Regions from separate parts of the Mus musculus genome. Here region 2 is linked to region 1. Evidence: chromatin contacts called from public Hi-C data. All regions are on one chromosome and are shown on one strand. Each heading gives the region's core, a stretch centred on a gene start, on an enhancer-like site or on the middle of the called end of the contact. The rest is flanking DNA. Distances are from core to core; before and after follow the strand shown. Region 1 holds the start of Twist2 (twist basic helix-loop-helix transcription factor 2). Region 2 has its middle 37 kb from the start of Gm46242.

The links. A called contact is a pair of places that touch in the nucleus more often than the background predicts.
Region 2: a contact with region 1 is called in a Hi-C map of uterus, with 4 times the contacts expected there. The contact joins the enhancer-like site here to the promoter of Twist2 in region 1. A contact is called at or near these places in 6 of 39 promoter capture datasets (the 3T3-L1 cell line, 3T3-L1-derived adipocytes, embryonic stem cells and 1 more), 6 of 484 Hi-C or Micro-C datasets (the 3T3-L1 cell line, cortical neurons and uterus), 2 of 115 datasets of contacts at active chromatin or transcription factors (fibro-adipogenic progenitors and pancreatic cancer cells) and 1 of 9 other capture datasets (pancreatic islet).

What each region holds. Positions count from the first base shown.
Region 1 is chr1:91,796,782-91,804,442 of GRCm38.p6, reverse strand. It overlaps Twist2 (twist basic helix-loop-helix transcription factor 2), which reads right to left and starts at 2,982. Exons shown (of 2, transcript NM_007855.3): 1 at 2,294-2,982. The coding sequence starts at 2,816. The coding sequence ends at 2,334.
Region 2 is chr1:91,913,273-91,920,933 of GRCm38.p6, reverse strand. No RefSeq gene overlaps it. Among named protein-coding and RNA genes, the nearest start is that of Gm46242, 37 kb to the right of the region's middle. Within about 2 kb of position 4,798, at least 8 of the 459 cell types and tissues checked have an H3K27ac peak or open chromatin away from gene starts, as enhancers often do. A contact at or near this core is called in uterus, where this site is marked.

The DNA of each region.
Region 1 (7,661 bases), core at 1,733-4,232:
ATATGTCACAATAGACATTAAAAGTATATACAGTTCATGAAATGTCTAGGTTCCTTTCCCTCCAGGGCTGTAATTAATGTTCCTTGGAAATGTTACAGAGAAATAACCAATTACAATTAGCAACATTTCTAGAAGATTAAAGTAATTACAATTGCATTTATGCTCCTTAAGAAGGATGGGTTAAGAATAAGAACATAAAGGTGCTAGTTAGCACAACCCAAACAAATCAGACCAAGGCAGGTCCAACATCAGTGAGTGCATCAAACAGGGACACATTGCCTTGGAAAGAGTCCTCTGTGTGGCCAGACACCAGCTAAGCCCACTAGCCTTTGTATTTGATTATTTGAAAGTAAACAGGCCTGCATCTTGCTTTCCAACCCAATGTGTTATCTGATAGTTTAATGCCTTTTTGTCCAAATAAGCTCTTAACATTTTTCATTTGTTTATTACAGATATTGCATTTTTGGATTTTAAAACATATTTGATTGCAAACTGTGATTGAATCAAAGTTGTTGAAGAGAGCAATTATCTTAAAATGAATTTTAAATGCCCCCACTAAATTCTTGCATCAGGGTAGGATCTCCTAGTGTTGGCTTTCAATAATTTTCGGAAGGACTATCTTAACGATAGTTCTGTTGACATTTCCCTTAAACAAATTCTATGTGTGTGTATAAAAAAGATGGTGCATTTCATCTGTCTCGGCTCCCTCAGACGTGTTGTAAACCATGGCGGTAAGAGGGGTGAGTGGAACTTAACTAATGGACACTCATAATTTAGGCAGCAAAAAAACAGAATTAATGTATTATCCCTCTGAAGCTTCGAGTACTTTGCCAACCCAAACTTTCTTTCCTAGAGAAATACGTGATTGAGACAATTCCCATCTGTTTTTGACAAACACAGGGGAAGATTCCCACAAGTGACTCTGTTAAAAGCTCTTCTTAAAAACTATAAAATAGTCGTATCCCAGAGGTTATTTCATGAAAACATTTTTTTGATGATAGAAATAAAGGATTTTAAAAAAAAGAAAGAAAGAGGGTAAGAAAGGAAAGGAAGAAAGAAAACAAACCCACTGTATGAGACCAACATTTTGTGGCCACAGCAGCAACTTTCAAGATATTATAAAATTATAAAAGTGTAAATAGATGTTTGGGACAATGGATAATCATGTTAATCTTGATTAATCCAAATTCTTTCTGTGTTAAGCGGAGACTTTCATTTAAAAAAAAACACACAAGATGCATGAAAAACGAAGGAAAATTAAGTGGGAAGAATTTTCTATACCACGCTCCCCTCGAAGATCTAAGCAAGGCCTCAGGGAAGCAGAGCCTGCAGGATACTGCCCCTGGGGCTGCCTGGGGATTTGGGATGTGTCTGCTAAGCAGCGGGTGCAGGACATGATAAACGCTCTCTGAAACACCAATCCGGTGCTCAGCTGTGCTGAGCTGCCTTCTTCCCAGGCAAGGCCCTGCTCACACTGCTTCTTCATCCACACCCACCGCACACTCAGACCTGTTACCCAGCCTGAATCCCTTGCCTCTGTGTCTTTCCAAGTTCAAGGATGGTGGTACTTAAGCACACAACTCTAAATACGATCCACCTGCTTGCAGGCAGCCAGAGACTCCAAGCCGCTACATCCACCCAGGCCTGGGCGCTTGAGGGTTCCATACTTTTGGGGCGACAAGGGTCTACTGCATTCTTGGCGCCCAGAGATTTGCTCCTCTGTGAACCTGGAGCCCCAGCGCTGAACAGAAACCTCTCTGCCGCGCCAGGGGCCAGCATCATCTTACGTACTGAGCCGGCTAGGGCTTGAACGCCCTAGCATCCAAGGCGCGGGCCGGAACTGCGGATCAGAAAGAGCGGATTGTCTGTACCACGCGTGGGCTCCTCAGCTCCATAGAATGAGCGCGAGGCAACAGGTCGGCCACAACCCAGCGGGCATCGCATCTCCTGGCCTCCGCTGGCCTAAGGAAGACGTTTTGACAACCGCTCCCCACAGAGTCACCCACAGATACCCATCCACCAAAAATGAAAAGTGACCATTTGTCCAATAAGTGTATTTGGACCCTGATGGGGAACCACAGGCGGGTGGATTCCGAACGGATACCCTTGGCAAAAGACCTTGGGCGTGCCCCCGGGGTAGGAGAGTTTTCTCAGGTCGCGCCAACCCTTGCAGGGTGAGGAAGCTCACCCCATCCCTGTGCGGTTGCCTGAGGTACCTTCACGAGGAGAGATACACTGGCCCGTCCGCCCACCCACCCGTGCGTCGTGGATGCCCACCACACGCAGCACCTACCCTGGCTTGCGGCTCCGGAGGTGGATGGCACGGCGCGGCGCTAGTGGGAGGCGGACATGGACCACGCGCCCTCCATGCGCCACACGGAGAAGGCGTAGCTGAGACGCTCGTGAGCCACGTAGCTGCAGCTGGTCATCTTATTGTCCATCTCGTCGCTCTGGAGAACCTGGTAGAGGAAGTCTATGTACCTGGCGGCCAGCTTGAGCGTCTGGATCTTGCTGAGCTTGTCAGAGGGGAGCGTGGGGATGATCTTGCGCAGCGCGGCGAAGGCCTCGTTGAGCGACTGGGTGCGCTGGCGCTCGCGCACGTTGGCCAGGATGCGCTGGCTCTGCAGCTCCTCGAAAGACTGCGCGCTCGGGCTGCCCTTCTTGCCGCGCTTACCCGGGGTCGGGCTGCCATCTTCGCTCGATTTCTTGCTGTAGCGCCGCTTCCGGCCGAAGCGCTTGGGCTGCCTCTCCAGCTCTTCCTCACTGGTGCCCAGACTGTCCACGGGGGACACCGGCGAGCTGGAGCCCTCCTCCATGGCGCCCGCCCGGCGCGCGTGGGGCTGGGGGGCGCCGAGCGCACGCCACTGGCCAAGCCCGCGGCCGCCGAGCACAGGCTCCCGGGTCGCTCTCAAAGGCTCTGATTTCGAGGCCGGCTTGTGCAAAACCGAGGTCTCCGGGAGAGGAAGTTATTCTAACTTTTTTGGAAACTCTATCCCGGCTGGGTTGCTAAATAGCTGTCAGGAGCGAGGGCGGCGCGCTGATTGGCCACCGTGGCCAGGGGCAGGACAAATTCTGGGGCCTTCGCCGGCCGCCCCCGCCCCCCCCCCCCCCCCCGGGCGGCACTTTCAGTTTTGTCTCCGCTTTTTTCGGCCCTGACTGTGGCCCGCATCTCGGAGGCCAGATCCGCGCGCTCAGCCTGCGCTCCTACCCCAGGCGCGGGCCGCTAATCAGCGGTGCTGACCTCTAAGTTCAACGGTGCCTGCCTTTGTCTGAGTCTCCTGGAGCAGATTTGGCCCTGCCAGGGTTCAGGGTCTCTGCGAGGGGTGGAGGAGGCAAGTCCAAGCCCAGATGTGCTCCGTGGACCAAGGACGCAGCTGGGAGCCTCTTGGGGCGCGCACTGAGACCTCCGGCGTCTGCAACGCGATCCTGCCCGCAGTGAGTGGAGCTGTGCAGGCAGAGTGCCACGACCCGGGGCAGGGCAGATACTCGCCTGTTGGCAGAGATGTCCACCCCCACGATCTCGCCTCTAGGATCTATAGAGACGCCGCCCGGCTCGGGCCAGTATGCAAGTTGGAGATCCTTTTTCAATCCCGATTTTCTGGGCTACTTCAGCCTGGACACGTTTTCAGAACCTGCCCCCTAAATGCTTTATAGCTTAGGCATCACAGCGAGCCTCTGCGGGAGCGCCCATGTGCCCGCCATGCCTGCCTACCTGACCTTGCCCTGAGTGTTGGATCCCGGTTTGGGGTTCAGCCTCAGCCTCTGTACTGTGCTTCACTTGCAGGCGGGTGGTGGGCCCAGAACACTGAGACTAGGGAGAGGCTGAACCTGTCTGAAGTCCCCTGCCCTGGGCACTGATGGGCAGGGCAGGAGGGCTCAGGATTGCAGAACATTGGGCCAGGCCTTGGTGAACAGACATCACGGATCCCGGCCCTTTGCCATCTGGACTCTGAGCGCCGAGCGCCAGCCAGCGCGTTTGAAGTGCTTGGGGTCTCTTTGTTCGCCAGGCCGCTCTAGCTGGGGCCTGGAGGTGGTTTACAGCTTCCTTGCCTTTGAACCTATTCCCAGGTGACCCGGGCTCAACTAGGCCAGGCTTGAGCATGGCTGTCAGAGAAGCCCTGTGATCAAGGGCTAACTAGGTCTTATTGAAGTTGAACCTGAGGCCAGAGACTGCTACAGCCTCAGCCACTCCTGGGGGCAGTGGGGAGGGCCCCCGATGTGGGGCCCTCGGGTTGAGACCACTGTCTAAGGAGCTGGAAGAGCTGTGTATGCCACTTCTTGCCCCCTCACCAAAGGCCTGGGCTCTCCACCTTTGGGGACATGCAACACGCACCACTGGAACAATGCTCTGTGGAGAGCAGGCCCACTCACAGAGGACTGTCACAGCTCTGTGGCTCCTTAAACATTCTCAGGCTTCAGAAGGGTAGTTAAAGGTCTCCTTCAGCCACAGTGCCCATTGCCAGGCTGACTTGCCTTCTGGGAAGGCCACATTTTATCCAATGTCCCTTTCCTTCATCTTTTAAAAATTCAAAGTTCCTTTAAGGACCAAAAAACCGCATCCAGATCCCAGCTTCCTGCCTGCATGAGACGGCCTTTCCTGGGACTTCCGGGTGGAAGGCATAGGGTGCAGGCATGCTGGGTCACGTTTGGGTGTATCACTCAAACGGGTGAGGCATCTCCTGACCTGGATCCCCTTTAAAGTCCGGCTTAAATAAATAAATCAGGTGATACTGTCCTCCCTCTGTAACCAAAGGGTGTTTTCCCAACAGAAGCCTTCTGGTGCCCAGCCCAGCAGCCACCCCCTCCCCTGTGTCTGTGTTTCTCTTTCTCACTGTCTTCTCCTCTCCCCTCCTCCCTTCCTCCACCAGGCAGAGGTCATAGTTGAGAGGGAAAGGAAAACAGCCCAGCCAAGAAGCCTGGTAGGTCTCAAGCTGCCTGCCCGGGCTCAGTTCAGCCAGAGGATGGGGGTGGGGACATTGCATGGAACATAGAGCTGCCACTCAGAATGGGGGCTCCCCTTTACATAGGACAGTAGTTCTCAGCCTTCCTAATGCTTCGACCCTTTAATACAGATTCTCATGGGTGGTGACTCCCCGAACCAACCATACAACTATTTCATTGTTACTTAGCAACTGTAGTTTTGCTACTGTTATGGATAGTATTATAAATATCTGATATTTATATCAGACATGCATAAATATCCATATTCAGGATAACTGATATGTGGGCTCCCCAAAGGGGTCAAGACCCACAAGTTGAGAACCACCGACCTGGGAGCAAGCATTAAAGATTTCCCCTGGGGCCAGTTGTAAATTCCCAGCCAGCAACTCACTTAGGTTTTTGCTCTTCTTCTATGTTGATCTTTTCTATTTTAAACACTTTTAACAAATCAGAAGTGTAAAGAGCCTGAGGAAAAAACTCTTGCTGGTGGAATTTGGAAACCTCTCTCTTGCCTTAGTTGAAACTTAAAAAGAAGGCACAGACACACACCAGAGCCTCCCCTATGTTAGGACCGGGATGGCGGGAAGGTGGTGAGCAGCCTTCTCTATTCAGTTTTGAAATGAAGCACTGATGAAAAATGAGCCAGTTTGGGAAATAATACTCTGCTTATTGATATCACCTGATTTTTTTTTCTTTTAAAAACCAAGTCATTAATAAGGCTAATAAAACCGAAGTATTAATAACACAGGAACAAAATGTGTTTGTGTGTGGGTATCCACCAGACCACCCAGGCTCACTCAGACGTGTGTGTGAAATATCATGCAATAAGGGTCCATGGGCACACATGCAGTTCTTGGTATATTTATTCATTATCGATGTGGAAAAATCATGTCAACGCTTCTTTTCGTATATGTAAAAATGTGTACTTTGTTTCACAGGACTTCAATTTATTAAATAAAAAAATATGACCTGGAGTTCTGAAAGCTTCTTCTATTGCCTGCTCTCTTTCAGCCAATGAGTAGGGCCAGGCACTCTGTTTTCACAGTGAACTTGATGGCTCCTGTCTGGGTGTTAGGGACATTGTTGCTGCTGTGACCTGGGGATGGTCTTCAATGCTGGGACGCCACTGTCAGACAGCTTGTGAGCTTTATTGGGATAATAAAATGTATGCTTGATACTCAGGAAAATTTTTCCCCACATTCCCCCTCCCCCAAAGCTATATAAAGAGTGATAAACGTATACATTTAAATGCTACTGCAAGTCTCAGGTGCACTGAGCCTACCTGTGGGCTCCGCAGACTTAGCTAAGAGGTGAGATGTGAGATCAGATATGTAACAGAGCTACTGGGGAACTGGTGGCTTATTACTTTCTCTTGAGTTGAGAGAGGCAAAGAAGCATAAGTAGGTGACAGAAACCAGTGTTTGTGTAAACAGAACAAAAACAAAAACCAACCAACCAACCAAACAAACAAACAAAAACGGGATCTGTGGCATTTATCAAGAGGTTGAAGATGCCTTCTTGCTTCTTTCTACATCATTGTTCCTGGCGGTGGCTCACCAGTGATTTGCACAGCAGGAGAGGTTGTGTACTTTCCTTTTTGAATCACCGTTAGACATAGCAGGCACTGAATGGGGCACCTTGTCTATAGGAGCACTAATTCCAGAGGTGAGCTCTTGAGAATTATGTCAAGCTGGTAGCTCATCTCTGTTAACCGCAGGAGTCTTTGGAATTGCTTTGCTGCATGTTAGAGCTGTTTGGGAATCATGCTGGTTGCTTACTAACAATGCTATGTCACAGGTGGTGCCCTTCCTAGCTGGATTTGCATGCATCCAGGACCTTCCCTGAGCGAGCATCTGCCTGGCCAGAGCTCATATGCTTCTCACCCAGGTTGAAGCAAGTCCCACCTTGATTGACTGATTCCTAGAGAGGAGCCTGACAAGTTCCAGAAAGTGATAGCATCCTAGAGCCAATCCCCTGCCTCCGCGTCACAGCAGCTGCCAAGGATAGAGTCATGCCCAAGCTACAGACTATAGATAGGAAGGATTCTGCTTTTAGAACTCCTTCAAGTGGCTGTGTGCTACGACCTTAAGCAAAGGATGCTATCCCTGTGTTTTCGGTGTTACCAGGATTGAGCCCAGTGTCAGGGTGGAAACATCCCCATCCTCCCTTCCATCCTCCCTTCTATCCTCCCTTCCATCCTCCCTTCTATCCTCCCTCCCATCCTCCCTTCCATCCTCCCTTCCATCCTCCCTTTCATCCTCCCTTCCATCCTCCCTTCCATCCTCCCTTCCATCCTCCCTTCTATCCTCCCTTCCATCCTCCCTTCCATCCTCCCTTCCATCCTCCCATTTCTTCTTGGCTCATCACCGCCTTGACTTGTGGAATTTAGAATTATCTAAGAGACAAGCCTCTGGCAACATTGGCAGCTTTTCCAGAGAGGTTTAACTGAAGAGAGAAGGTCTCCCTTGACATGAGTGGCACCTTTCTCAGTGGCTGAGACTCTTGAAGAGGAGAAAGCAAGCCGAACACCACTGTCTCCCTCTGCCTCCTGACTTTAGCCAGCTGGCTGCCGTGCCCTCCTTTGCTGAGCCAACATAGACCCTTCTTCCCTTAAATTACATTTTGCCAGGCATTCTGTTAGGTGGATAAGAAAGACAACTAAGATACTTCTCGGTATTCATGTTTCCAGTGAATGAATAAAATTGCCACTGTTTCTATGT
Region 2 (7,661 bases), core at 3,549-6,048, 110 kb before region 1:
GTTTTTGTCTATCAGCCGCTTCTATCCATCCACTACTTCCTGCCTGGTCTTTACTTATGCTTGCTGTGTACTTACTTAGATGCATTCATGCATTTGATATTGGATGCATTCTCCACACCACCCTGTATATGATCCCAGAGTCCTGCCTCCTGCTGCCCTGGCCTCAGACAGGCAAGATGGCCTTCCCCACCCAGACTCAAGTCTATGTGACTTCCCCTAAAGTCACTCCCAAGTCACTAGGGATAGGACGGCCCCTCGGGCCCCACCACCCCAGCCCCCACTGATATGAAAATACGAAGTATGAAAACGCCCAAATGAGAAGTGAGGCAGGAGATAGGGGGAAGGAGTCCTTGAGTGTTTGAGCTAAGTCTCAGGGGTCTGAACACTGCCCTGGGGAGAGCCCTGTGAGGTAACTCCCAGCCCAGGCAGTTAAGACCTCTCTGACAGCCAGCAAAGCCCTGAGAGTCCCCAAGGTTCCAGGGCAAGTGGAAGATAGGGTGGGGCCCTGGGCCTGAACACTTCTACCTACAGAACTCACAGCTTTTACATACGAATGCCCTCAGGCCCCTGGAGCAGGAGGGGGTTACGGGTCTGACGTTGTCCCCCACCCCCACCCTCCAACCTAACTCTGAGATGCTGCAGAGAAGCACTGGGCCACAGCTGCAGCCACCCACAGAGGAGCACTGGGGAGGCATGTGGCAAAGCAGAGCACATACTTCTGTCCGAAAATAGATTTTATCTGAAGAAGAAACAGATGGGGAGGGAGTCAGCTCCTTCTTTAATGGAAAGTGCAGGACGCACGGGGGCGGGGTGGGGGGCAGGGGGGTCTAGCCTAGTCTACTTTCCTCCTGTCCCTGAGGACAAGCTTGGAGACCCCCCCACAGACCCTGGGGCATCTAAGCAGCATAAGGCATGACCTGGCCAGCTAGGGAGGTTAGGCAGGTGTCCTGAGCTGGCTGAGGAACCTGATGTCCCTGACTCCTGCAGAGCCAGAGGATCAGGAAAGGCCTCAGCACTGACTGCAGTGACCCAACCTACCAGGCATGGTGTAGCCAAGGCCACAGGCATTAGCAGGTGAGGGCCTTCAGCAGGGCATCCTGGCTGGGCGAGGGAACAAGGGACTCCCCGGGGACGCTCTCTCCAGACTAGTCCAGGACCCTAGCTCTGCTGCCCAGGGTCATTAAGTTACAACACTGGCAAGTGAAGCACCTAGAAAGTAGCTGCTAGGGAGTCCGATCTCTACAGTCTATTCCCACCATCCCTACAGCTGCCTCTAAGGCTTCTCTGGTCCAGGCCTCCCGGCGTCGGCACCTGTGTTACCTCTCTTTTCAGCACGCAAGGGCTCAGTTTCCATGTTCCCCATGAAAACAGTCCGTTCACTTGACTAAGCCCACTCTCTTTATTCAGGATAATTATGCTTGTAAGATCAGTTTAAGCAGACTCTTTGAGACCAGCATTACCTTAGAGAGAGTCTAGGTCCTGACTCACGCTAAGGGAACATTTATTTATTCCTTCCTCTGGGGTATGCCATTGAGGCCTGGTGTGGACCACAGTAACATGTCTGCAGCAACAGAAACCACACACACACACACACACACACACACACACACACACACGCCCACTCGGCCACACCACGCCCACGCCATGCCCATGTCTTGGATGGGGAAGGAGGTCCAGAAAACTCACAGACATTTACAAAGCCTTGGATACCTATGTCTCAGCTCATGCCATATACGAAAATCTGGTCCTCCAAGTTGAGCTGGACCCTGCTTTCTGCCTGGGACACACAGGACCATACGGTTGGGAAGACCTGAGTCATGGAATGGGCATGCACATCCTTTCCTGCAAAGGTGTCTTGTGGACAGAGTGTAGAGACTAAAAGTCCTTAAGCTGCAGAAAGCATGAAAACTCAGGGGTCTCTGGGGTCTGCTGGACACGGGGCTGATGAGCAGGCTCATAGCCATGGTGAAGGCTACAACTCTAGCATCATCCTGTGAACTCCAGCCATGTCCATGAAGCCTGATCCCCACTCTTCTCAGTCAGGAGTGGGAGCTGATGGCCCTCAAGAGAGGCCCAGCTTCAGGCCCCATTGTCAGAGATGATGCCCCTTGAACCCAGCAGGACCACAGAGACCGAACCTCTGCAGAAGATACGGTTACACTGGAACCCTCGGTCAATTCCAGAGCAAGGCTGCCCTGGGCCCTACCTCCACCCCCACGGCTGCCCCAGAATTGCTGGAGTCGAGGAAAGGGTGGACTTCTTGCTTTGCACCTGCCTTTTATCAGCAGCCACAGGACCGTTGGAGACCCTGAGGACATGGATGGACCTCAGGATGGAGCTTGGCATAAGGGAGTCTACATCCTCCTTGTGGGCAGAGCTGGGACAGTCTAGAGGGCAGCCCACAGGACGGGCACTGGAAAGACATTGGGGTGAAGCCAAGAATCAAAGGAGCCACACAGCACACCATGCGGTTCTGTACAGCTGCAAGGAGTGGGTTGGAAATCAAGCTGTAAGCTTCCTGGTAGCACAGACCGGGGAAGCAACCTGACTTTATGATGGCAACAAATGCTTTCACCCTACTTGCCAGGAGCAGCCAGGGCAACCCTGGAGGCTGCGGGATCTTGGCTTGGTGTTTTTTTGGTTGGGGGTTTGAAATGGACAGGGAGGAAAAAGACCCTTCTTACCATGGAAACAAAATAAAAATCTAAGGACAGGGCAGCCACTAGAGATTGTTTTGTTCCCCCAGGGTCACAGAGCAGCCTGGGAGAGGGGAGAAAGAGGGAGGAGTGATTCACAGATGTTTCTGGAAGTTTTTCCCCCTTTCCTTCAGGCCCTCACCAGGGCAGTACTGCCTGACAGCTATAGGTGCAGGTCTCCCAGATGGTCCTGCCTCTGCTCTGCCCAAAACCCTCCACCAAATAATGTCTGGGGCTCTATGTCCCTATTCTGAGCCCCCTCTAAATATAAAGAGTGGCCCCACCTGGTGGTCATGTCACCCTCCACTGACCTTACCCCTCAGTGCAAGGGCTGCCTGGCCACCCTGCTAGATCCAGGTTCCAAGTGGCTCTGCACAAGTTCTGGGTCACTTTGCCCATAAAGTCCACTCACCCCGTCTGTGGATGGATTAACTGTCTAATGACCAACTGACCACAACTCAAGCTCTCCAAGCTCAACTGACAGAAAGTGAGGGTGGCTGGCTCAAAGCCCAACTGGCTCACCTCCCAAGGCTGTGGGGAAAGCTAGAGAAGCCTAGAGAAGCTTAGTGAGAGACTCTACAGCCTGCTCTCGAGTGTTATGAATATCAAACAAACAACAAAAACCAAGTGTCTAATTTGTCTGATGGCAAAAACTAAGCGTGGAGGACCAGTCTCCTTGAGCTTTTTGCAATGTAGCCTGGAACCCACTGAGCTCATCTGAGGGGCGAGGGGGTCATGAGAGGGGTGAGGGGACATGACATTGATCGCACCTGAATTTGACCCTAGTCTTCTTTGCTGCATCTCAAACTTAATCGTGAAGTGCTTAATCATGAATCACACTGTCTATGATAAAGAGGGCAACATGGACTGATACCTGGATAAAATAGAACCAGCAAGGGCCCATTATGGAACAGAACTATTATCTATAGTCTTGTCACCTTCCATCTGGACCAAAGCATCTGAATGTTCTTATAGAGATATCTTGGACAGATAGGGTAAGTACCCATACCCCACATGTGCCAGAGTCAGCCATGGGGCCACTGAACTGAAGGCTTACTCTTGTCAAAATCTATGACATATACACATGTAGAACACCTGCCTCCCGAGGGCATTTGAGGGAAAATGGTGGCAGAGACCCAGAACACAGAGCAGCCCTAGTTAGAATGCCCAGCCTCCTGGAATTCCACCTTCAAAACTGGGTCCCACATGTGCCATCCCAGAGGCCTGTAACAATCAGGAACTGTCCCAGAGACAGAGACCTGGCTTCTGGGTGGTCGGGACACTGGTCTGCGTGAGTCACTTGGCCTGTGAGGGAGCCATGATGGCTCCCCACGCCCACATGTCATGGTCCCAGCCCAAAATGTTTTCTACACTCCTTTATATTCCCAACCATTCTAGGAAACTTTTATAACCTTGTAAAAGAAGAATTAAGAATTGGAAAGAGAAGCCAGGCAGACAAGCCGGGGGAGGGTAGGAAGGGGACAAGCCGCTCAAAGACAGAACCATGGAAGGCCAGCAGCCAGCTCAGGGTGGGCCTGGCTCCTTCTTGTGCTCTGAGCCTTGGCTCCCTTGGGCTTGGCTCAGGGAAACACTCAATCAACTTCACACTCAAAAGATACAGTCTGGTCTGAAGAAAGGTGTCCTGGTGTTCACCAGAGCGCTGCCGCTGTGGTCTCCCGGAGTGACCTCCTGGGAACTGCAGGCTGTCAGCCTTCGCGGGTTCTCTCTCAAGGAGTTCCTGTCCATGCTCTTGTCCAGTGGCCGTGCTCATACTGCTTGGGTAGAGAAAGCACGTGTGTTTCTGCAACCATCACAGGCTGATGATGGTTTTCTTGATTTTTGCATGGTTCAGTGGGTTTGGGGAGAAGATGGCAGCCTGTGGACCCAGCCTCCATTTTAAAGGAATGGCCTTCTCCTTCCCCTTGATAAGGATGCTTCTCTTTCTCTTTCTGAATGTGAGCTCTCCAGAGTCTCGGTTTAGGTACCTCCTTAATCCTTTGAGAAAGTAAGAATACAGACATCCAACAAAGGTGGGTGGAGCTCCGTGAGGTGGGTGGAGCTCCGTGAGGTGGGTGAAGCTCTGTGAGGTGGGTGGAGCTCTGTGGGTGGGTGGAGCTTGACACGGTCTGCATAGCAAGTTCCATGCCACTCAGGGCTATATCCACTGCTCTTGGGGAGATCTGAATTTTCAAGAGAGGAGGAGTCAGGGGTCTCTGCAGCCCCTGCACCCTATAAACGATTCAAGGAGGTAAAGGCAGCACCACAGTTTCAGGCTGTTTGTTCACTGCCCCTGTTGCTTCTAACTAGAAAGAGTTAGGGAAGGAACTTTTCGTCCAGCTTCAGGGTAAGAATACCGTTGTTTGAAAAACCGAAGAGCGGTTAATAGAGGTCTGAGGGTTGAACACATCATCCAAGGCTCTCACTTAGCTGCTGTGGTGAGGCTGTGTGTAGAATGTCGTTTTGCTTGTTTAAGAGTGTCTACTAAGCTGGGCGTGGTGGCACATGCCTTTAATCCCAGCACTAGAGAGGCAGAGACAGGTGGATTTCTGAGTTCGAGGCCAGCCTGGTCTACAAAGTGAGTTCCAGGACAGAGACAGGTGGATTTCTCAGTTCAAGGCCAGCCTGGTCTACAAAGTGAGTTTCAGGACAGCCAGGGCTACACAGAGAAACTCTGTCTGGAAAACAGAACAAAAAAAAACAAAAACAACAACTAAAAAAGAGTGTCTACTAGCGTTTCAATAAGAAACAGCATATTGCTTCGCATCAAGGAAAAACAAAGTTTACTTATTCAAACAGGAAGACCTGCAAAGAAAAGGTGCTGGCTTGGACTAGTCCAACAGCCCCACCCTCAGCCCCACCCCCAACCTCCACCCACCCTGATGTGATATCTGTGCTGGTGGTGATTCTCAGGATTCCATTCCTCCGGAATATTCCTTGCAGTTTCTCACTAGGATGCCTGGTACGGTCCTTACCCTCAAGACAGTTCCAGCCTAAGAGGATACAATCAGGTTCCTGCCAGGCTGGTACATCGATGTCTACAGGGACCAAAGCCCCCCAGGCCATACATAGCATCCTACTTGGCACAGAAGGACTGGAGGTCCCCTGACCAAGCCACCGTCCTTTACAGACACACTGTGTGAGAGGCTGGATCTGGGAGGGTGTTCACAACACAAGGGAGAGCACCACTGGGCTCTGTACCCCAGCCTGCATCTCCTTGCTCCTTATGCGTCCTCAGTCCTCTGGACCCTCTGCTTGGGAGGTCTCCTTCCCCCAAAGGGATATTGTGGCCCAGCTTGGCAGGGAGCTGGAAAGCCAATGCTGAAGAGAACTGACCCTACCTTGAACTTTGCTGGCAAGGAAGTATAGTCCATAAGGGAGTCTGGGCTTCCTCACTCTCTTGGGCGGTAAATCAACCTGGGAACTGGACAGGGCGGGCCTGCCAGGGCTCTGGCAGAGGAGGTCTGCTTAGAGGAGCAGGAGGGATGTGAGCAGAATATGTGCATGTGTGTGTGGGGTGTGTGTGTGTGTGTGTGTGTGTGTACAGGTATATATGTGTATCTGTGGGTGGTAAATCATGTGTGTGTGCCTATCTATGACACAGAAGTATGTATATGTATGTGTATGTGTATGTGTATATGTATATGATGTTGTATATGTATATGATGTTGTATATGTATATGATGTATATGTATATGTATATGTATATGTATATGTATATGTATATGTATATGTATATGTATATGTATATGTATATGTATATGTATATGTATATGTATATGTATATGTGGGTGGTGTATCTTGTGTTTTCGAGTGTGTGTGTGTGTGTGTGTGTGTGTGTCCACAGGATACACATATGTATCTGTATCCATGGATATTGCATCTTGTGTTCTCTTGCAGAAACTGATTTGTTTGCTTTAAGATTCTTGCAGCTTGGGATGGGGGGTGGAGGTAGGGTGAATAACCTGAAAAAGACAAGATTTTCCCATACCTTCCCTGAGAGAGGGACTCCCTGAGAGAGGGCCTCGCCGAGTCCTCCACCCACACAAAAACTATGGACACCTCCTTCCTGCCCAAAGTGTCCTCTGTCCTGAAGAGGTGAATCACTGACACTCAGCCCTCTAATGCAAACTGACCCCTCCCTGAGGACACCCCCATCAGGAGACCTTGCCAAGGGACTGAGAGGTCTGCTAGAAAATTAACACTGAGGTATGGCGCCCCCTTGTGGTCCCTGCCATGGATCCCGTGGATTATGGGGTCAGGGCCGCAGGATGACACAGCTCCACAGACAGCAAGCTTCCCACCATGGGTCAAGAGTTTAATCAGCAAAGTGTGATGAAAAGTCAGCTCTGGATTGTCCAAAAGGTCCTGAGTGATCTAAGCAGGCCGCATGGCTAGTGTGTCTGGAAGCCAGGGGCCACAAAAGGTCCTAATAGGACAAGAAAGATCTGCCCCCTCCCCCGACCCCTCCCCCGACTTCAGTATTTCAGGGGTTTGCTAGGAGAGGACAAGGGACCACGGGCTCAGACTTGTCAGAACTCTACCCCACCATTTCCTCTGACCTTCAGAGGTGGCCTCACTGCCCAGGGTTGCTTTGTATCTTCACTCTCAAATTCACCCCAATTTTGCCTGCACGTGTCAAAAACACAGGATGCATCACCCACTTGTGTATGTGCAGGAGTCATCTTCAGGTGTCTCCCTGGGGGCGGAGGGGGTGTCACTGGAAGCTAGGCTGGCTGGCCAGTGAACACGGGATCTCTGCTTCTCTCTGCCTCCGGTTCTAAGGTTACAAATGCCTTTGCATTATCTCTAAGATGGAACTCCCATGCATTCTTCATGCTTGTAAGGCAAGCACTTTACCAGTTAAACCATCTACCAAGCCCTTTATGTATTTTTTAAGGCCTGCCCTGGGTACCTGAGCTGCTCTGGAGTCCACAGGGCCAAGCCTTGGCTCAGACTCCAAGGATG